2 separate regions of the Mus musculus genome follow, and region 1 is linked to region 2. A link is a contact called in public promoter capture Hi-C data. All regions are on one chromosome and are shown on one strand. The core of a region is the stretch at or near the end of the contact, and the rest is flanking DNA. Distances in the headings are between cores, read along the strand shown.

Evidence for each region. Promoter capture Hi-C pulls out the DNA fragments that hold promoters and counts their contacts.
Region 1: a promoter capture Hi-C map of pre-B cells shows a contact between it and region 2. The contact joins the promoter of Tbl1xr1 here to the promoter of Hps3 in region 2. A contact is called at or near these places in 1 of 39 promoter capture datasets (pre-B cells) and 1 of 115 datasets of contacts at active chromatin or transcription factors (embryonic stem cells).

The regions. Positions count from the first base shown.
Region 1 is chr3:22,073,369-22,080,968 of GRCm38.p6, forward strand. It overlaps Tbl1xr1 (transducin (beta)-like 1X-linked receptor 1), which reads left to right and starts at 3,284. Exons shown (of 16, transcript NM_030732.3): 1 at 3,284-3,586. It also overlaps the pseudogene Gm5842.
Region 2 is chr3:20,033,096-20,040,444 of GRCm38.p6, forward strand. Hps3 (HPS3, biogenesis of lysosomal organelles complex 2 subunit 1) reads right to left here and starts at 2,215. Exons shown (of 17, transcript NM_080634.4): 1 at 1,954-2,215. The coding sequence starts at 2,170.

The DNA of each region.
Region 1 (7,600 bases), core at 2,034-4,533, 2.0 Mb after region 2:
TCTGAGACCAGACCAGCTGTCTGGGAGAAGCAGAGACCAGCTGAGCTGCCTGGAAGAGGTTTACAACAATTGAGGTACACAGAAAGGACACTCTTTAGCCTGTTGAGCTGTCTGCACACAGTGTGCTCCAGGTTCCCAGCTTTGTGACCTGTCACCCATGTTAGGGTGGGCTTTGGTGATGCGGCTGTCTTTGAGTCATTTCTTTACCTGTATAGAACCCCAATAAAACTCATTGGTCACCAACTTGGAATTTGTTGGTATCTGTACTTTGGTTTGTTGTGGGTTCCCTTTCGGGGATGAATAGATGAGTGTTTAATGGAAAAGTTTTGTTTTACACACACACACACACACACACACACACACACACACACACTTTATATGAAAGATTAGAAAAAACAAAACATAAGGCTCAGCTAATTCCCTTAGCAGGGAGGCTCAAGCATTTTTCACATTTAGGCTTTGTGTGTGTGTGTGTGTGTGTGTGTGTGTGTGTGTAAGGAGAACATCTAAATGTTAGGACTCTGTTGATTGTGTGTGTATTAAGGATGTGTGAGTGACAAGTGTGAGGTCAGAGGACAACCTTCAGGATTTGGCACTTACCTTCTTTATTTGTGGATCAGGGTATGTAGCCTTGCCTGGCTTGGTCTACCATGTAGAACAGACTGCAACCCAGACATCTGCCTGCTTCTGCCTCCCACATGCTGGGATTAAAGTTGGGCCTCAAGGGTCTCATTTGTCTCAGGTTCCTGACTCCACTCTTGTTTTAGAGTAGGAACCCCAGCAGGTGGCATGTCAATCTGCTGACCTTCAAGGCCAATTACTGTTTAATGATGGTAAGAGATCCTCCTAGCTTCTGGGAGGGTGAGGTCGGAGGATTGCCAAGGCTTTGAGATCTGGATGAGCTATCCAGGAAAATCCTCTCAAAACCAACCAACCAACCCCCCCCCCCAAAAAAAAGATCAAATAAACCATGAATGCAAAACCTCAAAACTTCCAAACAACAAGCAAACCAGAATAAAAACAAAACAACAACAAAACCCCAAAAGCTTGAAGGGCACTTTACTGGAGCAAGTTTAAGGTACAGGTCCCCAACTTTGGCGGCTTCTGTCATGACATTCAAATAAAGTGGTTTCTGTCCTAAGACAGTGCACCTAACAAACGAACAGATTCTCACCCTCGTTGTCCCGTGCACAGAGACCACCTTGAGGAAGCTAGCTCAGAGTCTAAGAGCTTCTGGCTGGAAGGAGGGTGGTCTTTGGAAGAGATGTCTCCTGGGAGGCTAGGAATCACTTGCTTGTCGCTGACTGTAAAGACTGGTGAGCATCCTTAGCCACTCAAAGTGTGGCTTGATTTTCTTGTAGCTGTTGTCTAGGTCCAGGGCTGGGAACCAGCTTTCCCCACCCATCCCACCATTTTAATGGGCGTTTCGGACAAAGAACCTGCATTGCAGTGTGAGGTTTATGTTGAGCAAACAGCATACCGTAAGTGGACAGCTCTTACACAATGGTAAGATACTAAATGCTCTGGGCAGCTGAAGGACGGAGGCAGGCCTCGTCTTTGGCTTCCTCAGTGCTGTTTCCCTTAACTGGACAGAAGTGTTTTGGAAACCCAGTATAATCTACATTCCCATCAGGTGACATTGTTTAATCTAACATTCCCTCTTTCACAAGTGACAATAGCTCCGGGGACACCCAGGCTCAAGCTTTGAACTTTTCTGGTAGAAAGGGCGTTTGCAACTCCATAGACTTTCTTTGGTGCCTTTCCACCTTCCAGCTACGCCTGTCAAAATAGGTAACCGCCTCCAGGGAGGGGCCAACAGGGGAGAGTCATTGACCTTGGCTGAACCAAATCTAATCTAGTCTCGGAGTTTGTTAGGCTGCACAGTCTATAGCTGTGAAAGTTACTTCAAATGATACTTTGTTTGAAAATTTATCTTTGAAGCACTAAAGGAAGACCACTGCTTGACAGGAATACACGTTTCCAAATGTTTTGACAACTTGAAACTAGAACCTTTCACCAAAGAAGGTTGCAAAGTATTTTTAAAGATAGTAACAAAAAAGCAGAGTTTCAAGATATATGCTAGAATTAAAAGGAAGGGTGCCTCTTACAGCCCAGGTTTCTGAAAGGCTCAGGAAGGTCACCGCAGTATTTTAAAAATCCTCGGCGCTCCGGCAGCCACATTTTGACATTATTGGGCAGCCAAACTGTACTTCAGAAACCGCCTTCACGTGCCAGACGCATGCAGAAAGTAGATAATATAAACTCCCGTGGATATCACACCGCGGTGCACACTTAGTGAACATTCATTCTGTCTATGGCTTTATTTTCGCGCAATGAGAACTGATCCATCAAACCTTCCCAAAAGACCCGCAGACAAGTCGCACATTTGGGCGCACAACTTCAATTTCAGCTTTGCGTTTTCACCAAACCCCTCTCGCCGTGCGCGCTGCGCGTCTCCCCACGCGCGGTGCTCCGGGTCCCATCCTAGAACTCGCTCACGGCAGGCGAAGCACCTTTCCAGGTACGCTCCGGAGCGGGCGTGTTTACGCGCATCCAAGTGTGCGGCACTTTGAACGCGGAGTCCATGTGGAGCCCGCGCCGAGCTCCCGCAGCTGCCGGCCGCCTCCGGGGATCGGAGCGGCCGCGGCTCGCGGGATTGCTGCGGGCGAAGGGACTCAAGCGCCACCCAGGCAGCGGGACAGCCCCGGCTGCGGGCTCTGGAACGAATGCGCGGCGAGCCCAGCCCCCAGCGCCGCGAGCGAGCGAGGGAGGCTGGGTGGAGGGAGAGCGGAGCGAGTGAGGAAGCCGAGTGTGGAACGGCTCGTCGGCCGCCACCCCCACCGCCACCGCCGCGCTGCCTCCACCGCGGCCCCGCCCCTCCGCCGCGCCCCTCCCCCACTCCGGCGCTCCTCCCTCTAAGTTCCCCCTCCCAGGTCCCCCTCCCCGTCGAGGTTCCCCTCCCCCTCCCAGGCTCAGGCTCCCTTCCCCCTCGCCTCTCCTTCTCGGGGCTCCCTTCCCCCTCCACAACCCGTTTCCCCACTCCTCCTCCAGGCTCCCCTCCCCCGCCCAGCTCTCCTTCTCTTCCACCACCCGGCTCCGCTCCCCTCCCCCTCCCGGGTCCTCCTCACTTCCTCCCCTCCCCCTCCGGGCGCGCCCCACCCCTCCGCTCCCCTCGTCTCCCCTCCCCCTCCTCGGGTCCTCCTCCCCTCCCCCTCCACCCCCTCCCCCTCTACCCCTCCCCCTCCTCGCTCCCTGTTCCCTCCTCCCTCCCCGCGCGCCGGGCGCAGGCCGCTCGGGTTTGTTTTGCTGCGCGGCCGTCGCCGCCGCGGGCCCGGAGCTCATTTGTGCCTGGCTGGTCCCCGCGCTCCCCGGTGCCGAGCCGGAGCCGTTGGCCGCTCGCGCGCTTGGCTCTCTCCCTTAGTAACAGCTCCCCTCCTGCCTCGGTGCTGCGCCCTGCCCCCGCGCCCCTCCCCCGCCGGACCCGCTGCCCGGCTGTCAGCGCCCGCACCCCAGGGCGCCTCGGGGTGCCGACGGCGGCCAGGAGGGGAGCGCCGCGCGTCCTGGAGGGGACAGCGTCGCCAAGCAGGTGAGCGCGGGCCCGGGGCTGCGGGCGCCGCGAACTTGGCCTGGGCGCGGGGGAGGGGCGGCTGCGCTCACGTGCTGCCCCCCCGGGTCGGGGTGGCTGCGGGAGGCACTGGGCCCAGGCGAGCGGGCTTGGGGGCGCAGGCTGGATGCGGGGCCGCAGCCGCCCTGTGCTCACATAGCGGGGGAGCGGCCAGGGCTCAGGATGGGTGCTGGTCCGCGCTCGGGCGCGCGGGCTGCAGTCGCCCGGTCGCGCACCCCTCGGGCTGTGGCGCGCGGAGACCCCGGGCGGCGGCGGGGACCGCGGGCGGCTGTTGGGGCGCGGGCGGGGGAGGGGCGCGGCCGGGCCTCGCTCACTCAGGACGCGAGTGTGGGCACCTTGTGCCTGTGGCCTCCCCACGAGGAGGCCCTGGCCACAGCCTCGGTAAAGTTGGGTCAGAAGTGTATACAGTTGGCAAACTTATTGCCAGCTTCCTGGTAAGTTTCGGGGTGGCACACAAGTCACATTATCTTCTGACAGTATAGAGCCACGTTGTGAGTGTTTGCTGGGTGACTTCCTCTTTGCAACCGATGTCTTTTTTTTTTTTTTTTTTTTTTTTTTGGAACAGGGGCTGACTTTCATTTAAGTGTAATTCCACGTTGAAAGGCAGCTCGAGGCGAATCATGCATGTGTTAGAGTGTTCGGTAATTTTGGAAGTTCTCAATTTGGATTAAATTTAGGTTGTGAAAATGGTCTGTTCTGTGTAACATTTGGGTTGGGTGGCTTTTAAGAAACGCTCTCTTTGTTAGGTTACCCAACACTGAAAATAATTTGGTGATCACACAGAAGAGTTGGAACATAGCTAAACATTACATTTCTTTAACAGTCTGGAGTTTTCTTAAAACCTTGGTTGGACTTTATCGGCCCCAGGGTGAAGGGTTATATGCCATTTACAGTTAATTAGGGAAGTTTACTGTTGGCTTTCTTGTTTTTCCATATAAGAACCTTATGCTGGTCTAAACATGTTAATAAAGTACGGTGGATGAAATGATGTGTTATTTCTAGTTTGAATCTTGAGATTGAAAGCCCCCCATCAGTGTAAAACAATACAAGGCCATGTCTTACTGATTTAACTTAGCTAAAGTGCTTTGCAGTATCTTGGTGGCCCATTGAAGGTAGTAAATGAGTTTTGGGTTTCCCTGTGTGATTCACGTTCAGTTTTGTTAAATAAGACCCATGCTTATTGGAGCACTTCAGTAATCCTGACTTCCTGGGACTGTATGTTCTCGCCACTTTAATAAGTTTATAGTCTGGGGAAGTAGGGCATCTTTATCTGCACAAAAACACTGTGTATCAGTTGGATTGAATCGTGGGAGTTAATGGCAAACTTCCCAAATTATCACTGAGAGTTCTAGAAACAGTTGGCATTTAGCTATGGGGGAGGGGCGGTAGGTCGCCAGCCTGCCTGAAAGGGGTTGGGCAGGTCCTGTGTGCCCTTCGTGTCTAAATGGAGGCTTCTCTGCTGCTTTGACTATTTCTCTCTTAGTTTTGCTGCCCTGCATGGGATGAAGTCTGTAATCGCAAACACTAAACACTCAAATTACTTGTCTTACCTTTAGTTTGTAAACTCAGATCTCTAGAATTTAGGACGAACACGCCAACCCTGTGAGGAAAGAAAATATGTGTAAAAAAAGCTAAGCAACTTCATTAACTTGTTAACGTCTTCAGAATTCTTGCAGTTGACCCTGTCTTTGAAGCACACTTCTAATCTGTACATGTTGTTAGCATAGGAGACTGGTGGTAAATGGAGTGTGTGGGTGGTTTTTTTTTTTTTTTTGGTAGTGTTGGGAATTGAGCCTAGAGCCTCACTCCTGATAGATAAGTGCTCTACCAATGAGCTACTGCCCAACCTTGATATTGTATTTTGTTGAAGACCAATAAAACATTTTAACTTTTTATATAAACCCAAGAACCTCTTTTGATACTTGTAGTCTCCATCTAATTAAGGTTTTTGCAAGACTGATTATCATAATACCTGTCTGCCAGAGAACCAGAAATAACTGCTTCCTGTGAAACTGGTAAGCTTTCAAGCTAGCGAGCTAGGTCGCTACAGCTTTATAAACATGGGGTCTCTGATGAAAAGGGGCTGACACATGGACCTTTGACACTTGAACCTGTTGAGTAAATGTCCTAGTTCACTTACAGCGATGAAGTGTAACTGCAGAGTGGTCTCCACACAGTTTCTCCAAGGATGGCTGGCTACTGTGGACATTCACTGAGCAGGTGTGGATGGAGCTGAAACTATTTGTTAAGGTTTGATACTTACATTAACACTGAGAGAGATGGCAGAAACATTGGCTCTGCTTACAACTGTTTTTCTAGTACATGTGAATTTGACTCATTTTCAGAAATATTTACAGTGTATGTACATCCCTGAAGTGGGAAGAGGAAACAGTGAGCAGGAGACATTTACATTTTGTCCTCAGACCTGGGGTTGTGTAGCAAGAAGGCCTTCACCTTGCTTGCTGAACTGCCATCAACAGAGCCTTGGGATGATGGTCAGGAGGTCTGACGACTTATGTTGGTGGCATCCTACTTAGTAATTGTACAGTTTATTGCCTTTTTGCCAGACATCTGGACAAGGACAGGGACTCTGCCTGAGCCACCTCCAGGAAGGTGTGAGGAGGCACTGCCTGTCACACTGCCTGTCACACTGCCTGTCACACTGCCTGTCGCTCAGGCCTTCAGACTGATCCCTGTGACCAATCTGTAGTGTTGGCTTTCTCTGTGGTGAGATGGAAAGGTGCTCCAAGGTGTTTATTAGGCTTTGAAGAGGCCTCTACCAGGTCGTTTTGACCCTTGTTCCATGCTCTTTCTGGATGACAGTTTATGACACATTTCCCTGCTGCTTTGCCACGCTTGGATTTCTGATTTCCTGACAGACTTCTTGTTTCTGATTGGGCTGAGCTCTGAGGTACCTCTGGTGAATAGTCTAGGAGTCCTGATATCATGCTTAAGCCTTCTGTATGCTGAGGTATGGGGTCTTGTCCGTTCCTGTTTTCCCTAGATTAAATAAAGGTAGCCTCCGTATACTGGTGGTAGGAAGAGAATATTAAGAGTGGAGAGAAGAGTGTGGTCAACAGTCCACACAATCGAGCATTTCTCAAAACTGAGTGTTCCTGCATGTTGTGTTGTCTTGTAGTGGTCTGAGCAAGGGTGCTTTTGGTAACTACTCAGTCTCTGTCCCTCTCGGTGGTGCCCTTGAGGGTAGAACTTAGGCCTTAAGTTTTCCCCTTGTATCATAGAGTTGAGACAATAGATGTGTAGTGTTCAGAAGTGTTTGGCATGCTGTGTATTGCCGGAGTGTCACCCTGTGCATTGGGTTGGAAGGTGGCGGCTTCTTCTTCTTCTTCTTCTTCTTCTTCTTCTTCTTCTTCTTCTTCTTCTTCTTCTTCTTCTTTTTTTGTTACATTTCAATTTTTTTCTTTAAAAGGAGTGAGTTGTGTACAGGGGGTTAAATGCTTTATAGACAAGAAAAAAAACTGTGCTAGAACCAACTTATTCATCATCATCATCTTCATCTTCCTCCTCTTCCTCATCCTCTTCATCCTCCTCATCATCTTCCTCTTCCTTCTTTTTCTTGCTCTTTTCAGCCTTGACCACCCCCTTTTTCGCTGCATCAGTTTTCCTTTAGCTCTGTAGGCAGCAATATCCTTCTTGTACTTCTCCTTCAGCTTGGCAGCCTTCTTCTCATAGGGCTGCTTGTCATACACTGCAGTGTTGTTCCACATCTCTCCTAGTTTCTTTGCAACATCACCAATGGACAAGCCAGGATGCTTGCCTTTGATTTTGGGGGCGGTACTCAGAACAGAACAAGAAGAAGGCCGAAGGAGGCCTCTTGGGTGCATTGGGGTCCTTGAACTTCTTTTTGGTCTCCCCTTTGGGGGGGATGTAGGTTTTCATTTCTCTTTCACAACGAGCCTTTTCAGCCTTTGCCATATCTTCAAATTTCCCCTTTTCTTTAGCAGACATGGTCTT
Region 2 (7,349 bases), core at 965-3,464:
TGAACCCTACCCACTATGGTGGGCTGAACCCTCTCAAACCATGAGCCACAGAAATCTGGTTACAGGGACCCCACAGATGACTTACTGAGTGCCCACAACTTACAAAGGGAGAGCAGCATTTGGCTGATTAGTAAGTGTAGGCTTGGGGGGGGGGGGGGTTAGGGGGTGGGCCCGTACAAAGTAAAACTGTCAACATGACCCCTCCATGGTATAGTTAAGGGAAATGGTTTTGTTTTATTGAAGATAGGTGGGGTACAGAGAGGAGGGGAGAGCAAGGAGGGAGAGGGAGAAAGAGAGGGAGGAGGGAGATAGAGAGGGAGAGGGAGGAGGGAGAGGGTAGAGTTAGAGGGAGGAGGGAAAAGGCGATGGAGGGAGAGGGACGAGGGAGAAGGAGATAAAAGGAAAGGGAGAGGGAGAGGGAGAGGGAGAGGGAGAGGGAGAGGGAGAAACAGCCAGAAGATCTGGATGAATCCAGAGCAGAGAGAGAAAGAAGTAACCTGAACATGGCCAGCTGAATAGACATGGCCAAGGTTATCTGCAAGAGAGAGAAGAGCACAGTGAGATAGCATGGACTTGGAAATATGTAATAGGTACTTCAGGGACTGAGGGAGGCCTGAGGCTAGCCTGGACCTTGGGATGCTGAGGAGTAGTATCACACGTGTATGTAGATTGAAGAGCCATAGCTCCTTTTGCCAGAGGTAAGGGAAATGACTCCTCTGACAGACAGGAACTGCCTCCACAAGTTCCTGAGGAAGGAAGGCTGGCTTTTAACTAAACACCAGAACTCCTCCTATAGCCATGGAGGAGCTCACGTCTGGATCTTTGGACTGCCCTTTGGAGTTTGGGACTTGGGGTTTCCTTTGGACCTGACAGAAAAAGAAAATGCTTTCTGCCTGGGAAAAAGGCCTCCAAAACATTCACAGTAAATATAAATGCACAGATAGTCCTGGTTGTTGACAAGGTGGATTTGCTATGGCAGAGGACACTAGGCACTGAGAGAACACAGACCAGAACATTTACTCAGAAGAAAAAAAGGCATCAAAGGAGACATCAGACAGGTTTTCTGAACTTAGGCATTGCCAGGGGTCAGCCTATTAATGTTTAGTCATGCATGGGTTAATAGAAGTTACACTCAGAAGTTGAAGTTCAACTGTGGACTGAATGCTACCTTTGAGTTATATGGCCCGTGATACTTATGCCATCCCACATGATTCCTGAAGCTCTTTAAGGCAGCCAACATGGTAATAAAAGCATCTTTGTTCTTCAAGGTTTCAAGAACGAGGTTATCATGGTTTAGTGCTAGCCTCCTCCAGTCGGTGTGGCTCAAGTCATTAGTATCCAACCAGGGCCAAGCATTTGATACAACCCAATGTAATAAATCAACCACAAGTGATAGTGACTTAAGAGGTAAAAGGGCTGGCTCCGATTTGAGATAACTTTTGAGGTCGAGCCTCCTGTGAACTTCAGGATATCATTCTCCCTCCTCTTTCTCTTGAACCAGGTTTGTTTTCTTACATTAATCTTTTAAGGGTCTGGCATAAGTGGAACCGAGCCACACGTCTTTATTTCAAGCTGTGGACGGGATCAGTCAGCATTGCATCTCCACGTGGGGTGTCTGCTTTGTTTTGCTTCGAGACATGATTACTTGTAGCCTAGGCTAGAATGGAACTCACCAAACTGCAGAGGACCTTAAACTTCAGATCCTCCGGTCTCTACCTCCAAAGTGCTAGAATGACTAGTTGAAGCAATCTGAGTAAGGAGGATCAGACCAAGGCTTCAAGCAAACTAGGCAAGCACCGGACCGTGGCACGACACCGGATCTGCGGTCGCTAAAACAACTACACAAAATGACTTTAGCACTTAGTGCCCGACCCACACTGACTGTCAGCAGCCAGCCTAGAAGAGCACCAATCCCTTCCCTACCCAGAGCCCCGCCCCAAAGCCGCTCCTCACCGGCTTCGCTGTAGGCCATGCGCAGCACCCTGCCTAGCGTGGAGAAGGCGCAGCGCTGCCGGCACAGCTCTTCGCCCTGAACAGCGAACGCCTCCACCTTGCAGCCGGCAGCCACGAACAGCGCGTCGCTCCCGCCGCAGCAGACCTGCTCCGGCTCCCACTGGCAGGGGACTACCTGCTGCGACCCAAACGGGTGCAGGTTGTACAGACGCACCATCCCGGCGCCCGGACCGCTGGGCGGCTTCCGCAAGCTTAGAGAGCTGCTCCGGATCACGTGAGCGCTGCGACCACACCCCGGGCACCGCTCCTTAAAGAGGCCGCGCGCTAAGTGAAGTGCTACCCTAAGTGGATGCAGAGACCTCGGTTCCTCTTTGGAGATGTTAACTTTGCTGCTTCTGGACAGATTAGTATGTGAAACCTTCAGCGTGTTTAACACTCGATCATCTGCCCGTCTGTGCCTTGGTCGACTTGCCTTAGACTTTGAACTTTTTTTTTTTTTTTTCCATTTTTTATTAGGTATTTAGCTCATTTACATTTCCAATGCTATACCAAAAGTCCCCCTTACCCACCCACCCCCACTCCCCTACCCACCCACTCCCCCCCTTTGGCCCTGGCGTTCCCCTGTACCGGGGCACACAAAGTCTGCTTCTAAAGGATGAAACTGCAAAACCTGATGTTAAACTCCCAACGTAGGGTTAAACACACCACAAATACTGTGGATCCTACAATGGTTTTATTGAAAAGGGCAAATCCTCGAAGATGCTTAGCAAAAAATAAAAATAAAAAAATAATGCATTGGATGAGAAGATCTATGAAAACATTTTGCAGGCATTTGGCAAAAGTTTCCTCTAAGCCTTAGATAATAGGGGAGGAGAGAGATCCCCGGATGGTCAATATACAGTTCCTAAGTATTTCCTATATTGAAGAAACTTGCCGTCGGAATTTTTCTATTTTGGGAGATTTAATAAACCAGATCTATAATGTTTTTTTAACAATTCTAGAAAATATATGTGTTTGCATGCACATATGTACGTATTGGTTGACTGGAGGATGCTCTTCTTTTTACACTGAAAAGAGCAAACTTCAATTCTCATGCTGATGGTTACCTTGAGTCCTTTGCTCTGAGAATTTATAATGTGGGAGCAATTGGACTGAAGTTGAACTGCTGCCATTTCGAATACCTTCCAGATGACGAGGAATCATGTACTTCATCCTCTACTAGGAACACTCTGGGAGACGGGTTCATTAAACTCAGTGAGCAAAGAATACATGGAATAGTCCAGAGATCTGGGCTACAGAAATCAGGAAAACAAGCAGATTGCTACTCATGTGACATCCATAAACATCCCCTTTCCCTCTTATGAGTATCTGATTTAAGTGTCTGTCTCTTTTGATTAATTTTTCCTCTTCAGGATATTAATTGAATGTAATTTGACTTTTGTGAGATTCATTAAGTCCTAGAATGGCACTACCTTCTCTAGAGATAGCTTCTTCTCCCTTGATATAGTCCCTGTACCTGGCTGACCTAAGAAATTTTGGGAAGAGATTTTTATCTTTATTAACTGTTTTTCTCACTTCTGTGACCATCAGCTTATGAGAAAGCTAGGCTGATTCCATGACAGACTTCAAATTGGCAGCTAAGGAGAATAGGCCTAAATCTCTGTCTCTAAGAACTGGACAATTCCAGGCAAGTCCAGGCCTTAGAAGCCGCCCTGCCACCTGGCCTGAGGCAAGGACACTGGGTCAGCAGCACTTTCCAGACTTCTTCAGCAACAGTTTTCAGACCTCCCCAGCAAGTTTCCAGCCCCCACACCCCAGTAATGGAATGTCTATAGAGATGGACCCAACCTCCATGTCAATCTTGACAGGGTCACCTACCCCAGAATTCCCTAATGTGCTTTAAATCAGGCTTGCAAACTGACTTGGTGGTCTCTGTTCTGGTAATGAGAGACCCCACATTTGAGTCTGGGGTATCATTCTTTGGCAAATCATGGATCCTTATACTTCAGAGAGGAACGGTTTGGTCTAGATCAGTATTTAGGAGGTAGGGTCCATCATGGAGGAAACTGCTTCTACCTGGGCTGATCAGAAAAAAAGAGAAAATGGCCTTCTCAATACTGTTTTGTATCCCTTCAGTCCAAGACCTCACAGCATTGTAGGGCAGAGCCCACATTCAAGCTGTGTCTTCCCTCTTGCATTAAACCCTTCTGAAAATGTGCCCACAGACACATTCAGAAGTGTGTTATATAGTTAATTCTGAATACAGTAAAGTTGATAAAATTAATCATTGCATGAAGATAGCTTCGAGTGAGTGTATGCCTAGTTTCCTTGTTTGTGAGGATCTGTGAGTAGAAACCACTCACTTGTCTCCTGTTACAAAAGCAGGGACCAGGGTGGCATACCATCATGTCCCATTTGTTCTTTAGGACTATCATGACAAATAAAACGCACTGCTTGGTTTCAGCAACAGAGTCCTCCTCCTTCTATTCCTCTTCCTCCTCCACTTCTTCAGTTCTGGAGGCTGGAAGTCCAATGTCAATACATGAGAAGGCCTGCTTTCTTGAGCCCTCTTTCCATGGCTTACAGATGGCTACCTTCTCACTGTCTTCACTGGTCTGTTTCATTCTTGATGTCTCTTCCTCCTCTTCTAAAGATGCCAGCTCTACTAAGATCTGCCCATATGATTTCTCTTAAACTCGGCTATCTTGTAAATGTGCTGTCTGAACATTAGTCACATTCTGAGGTACTGGGATTTAGGACTTTGTCTTGGTTAGGATTTCCATTGCTGTAAAAGAGACACCATGACTACTACATCCACTCCAGTAGTGACTTGCTTGACAGGTTTAGAAACCTGGAAGCAGTCCCGAGGCAAAAAGTTCATGGACACTTGGCCTCCTGGAAACATGGCATCCCAAATATCCAATGCTCCAAACTTGTCCTTGCAAATGGATCTGTGTGCTTTCTTTCAGTATTGTTTTACTATAGGTGCCTCCAAGCAATGATTTGCCAAATACCTAAGCAAAATTGAACTTTGCTTCCTGGCCTTCACCAATGCCCTAGGTAGTCCTTGAGCAGACCCTAGGCTTGGAATTCAGTAAGAATGTTACCTATTCAGTAACATTCAGAATTGCCTCTAGTATTGTAAGAGAGATAGTGAAAGAAATCAGGCATTACTATCTACTACATAAGAGTTAGAAATCTCAGGGCAAGCTTAGCAAAGTAAGTTTAGAATTCTTATTATAGTTATGTATGGCAGACTACATTACTTAGTAGAAAGTCCCCCACACTATCACTTAGAATAAAAGCCAAGTCACTCCCTTATACAGGAATTTACAATGGTTTAGGAAGAAGATCGGGCTGTGGTTTAAGGAGGAACTAGAGTATTGCATTATTCATGAGAAGGTTAACTAGAGCAGAACTCCCTAATTAGAACCATGGCTTGGGCATGAAAGCCCTTGCCCCGGGATTGTAAAGACCTCACACCTGGCTTCTAAGACTATGGCTGACCTTAGATAGAGCTGACTTTGTCTCAGTTGTTTTATTGCCCAGTTCCTGTCAGTCTTTGTGTTTGCATTCCTCTGCTTTGTGTAAGAGTCATGAAGCATCTGGCAACCTCATTGTACCTTGCCAATGTGTCACCTAACTTCCCTATTCTCTTCTGTATAAAACGTTTGATGCTCGATTTGAGAAATTACATTCAGATACAGTACTCTCCCTTGTGGCCGTATTTATTTGTCATTTCTCGCCAACTCTTTTGCCACCTGTCCAGGACCCTGATTTCTCCTGCGGATTGAGTGAGGCCGACTGAGGCCGGTCTGCGGCAGGATGGCGCCTGTCCGTGGCACGTGCCCAAGGCAGTTCTTATAAAAGACAACATTTAATTGGGTCTGGTTTACAGTTTCAGATATTCAGTCCATTATCATCAAGGTAGGAACATGGCAGCAACTAAGAAGGCATGGCACAGGAGGAGCTGAGAGTTTGTATAACTTTTTGTTCCAAGGGCAAAGAGGAGAACTGTGTCCCAGGAAATTAGGATGGACAGTCTCAAAGCCCACACCCACAGTGACACACCTATTCCAACAAGGCCCCACCCCTAGTGCTGCCATTCCCTGGGCCAAGCATATACAAATCATCACAGGCTTCAATAGGCAATTTGAATATAGACAGCTTAGTCTATAAGAGAGGTTGCTAAGGATGATATTCTGGTTGGAGAGACTAACCTTAGGGACTTCTTAGCACTGTATCTCCTGGAGAAGCTTAGGTGGATTGCACAGGTATAAATAGTAGTCCCAGATGGTCATTGGTATTAACCTTCTTGTTAGTTTCAATAGGAATGGCCCCCATAGATTCATAGGTTTGAATATTTGGCCATAGGGAGTGGCAATATTAGGTGTGGCCTTGTTGGAGGCAGTGTGTCACTCTGGAGGCAGGCTTTTGGGTCATACATGCACAGGCTATGCCCAGTGGGGCACACAGTTTCCTGCTACCTGCAGATAAAGATATAGAACACTCGGGCCGTTCTCCAGGACTATGTATGCCTGGATGTTACCATACTTCCTGCTATGATGATAACAGACTAAACTTCTAAAACTGTAAGCCAGCTCCCATTAATTGTTTTCCTTTATAAGAGCTGCTGTGGTCATGGTGTCTCTTCACAGCAATAAAACGCTAAGTAAAGGGGCTGTACAAGAAGAATGTCAAAACAGTTTAGAACTCATGAAATTTGGTTAGCACAGTCATGTTAGGTGTGTCTCAGAGAGGCAGAGCCCTGAGGACTTCATTCTGCTGTGAAGTTTCCAGTCATCATGTCCCTCATAATCTATGAGTTATATGAAAACTCTAAGGGAGTGTCCAGCCCCTCACTGGGCAGTGTCATTGGCACTTACAACAATAGTGGCTGATCTTTTCAAAGACTGCTGCTGGAACAGATAAATGATTCAACTACCACCCTCAGACAAAACTTACGGATGTAGATTGTCAGTAAAATTAGGTGAAAATGTTAGTGGCTGTGATGGAGTAAATCACGGGGAGGGAGCAATTTACAGTTGCCAGGCACACTTTTGACAGTTGAGCCAGGGAGTCTTTTGAGGTCAGGTAACAAGAACAATGGCAGCCCAGTGAGCATTAGCTGACCTGCCTTTCTTGCTAAACCTGGGCAGGTGATCAAGATGATGATCAATTTTTGTAGCAGTTTTGCCCTCAGCTTCCTGATGTGATTTAATAAAAAATTGTTAATGAGTAGGTATGTACCTTGGAGGATTTAAAGTAAAAGTGACTGTTCTTTATATATAAAAGTTTAGATATGTGATTCTTTTAAGATTCTTATAAGACTACTTTTCAAGATATATGATAAAATGATTGATTCACTCTATTTTGTTTGCTTACACTTTGTTAAT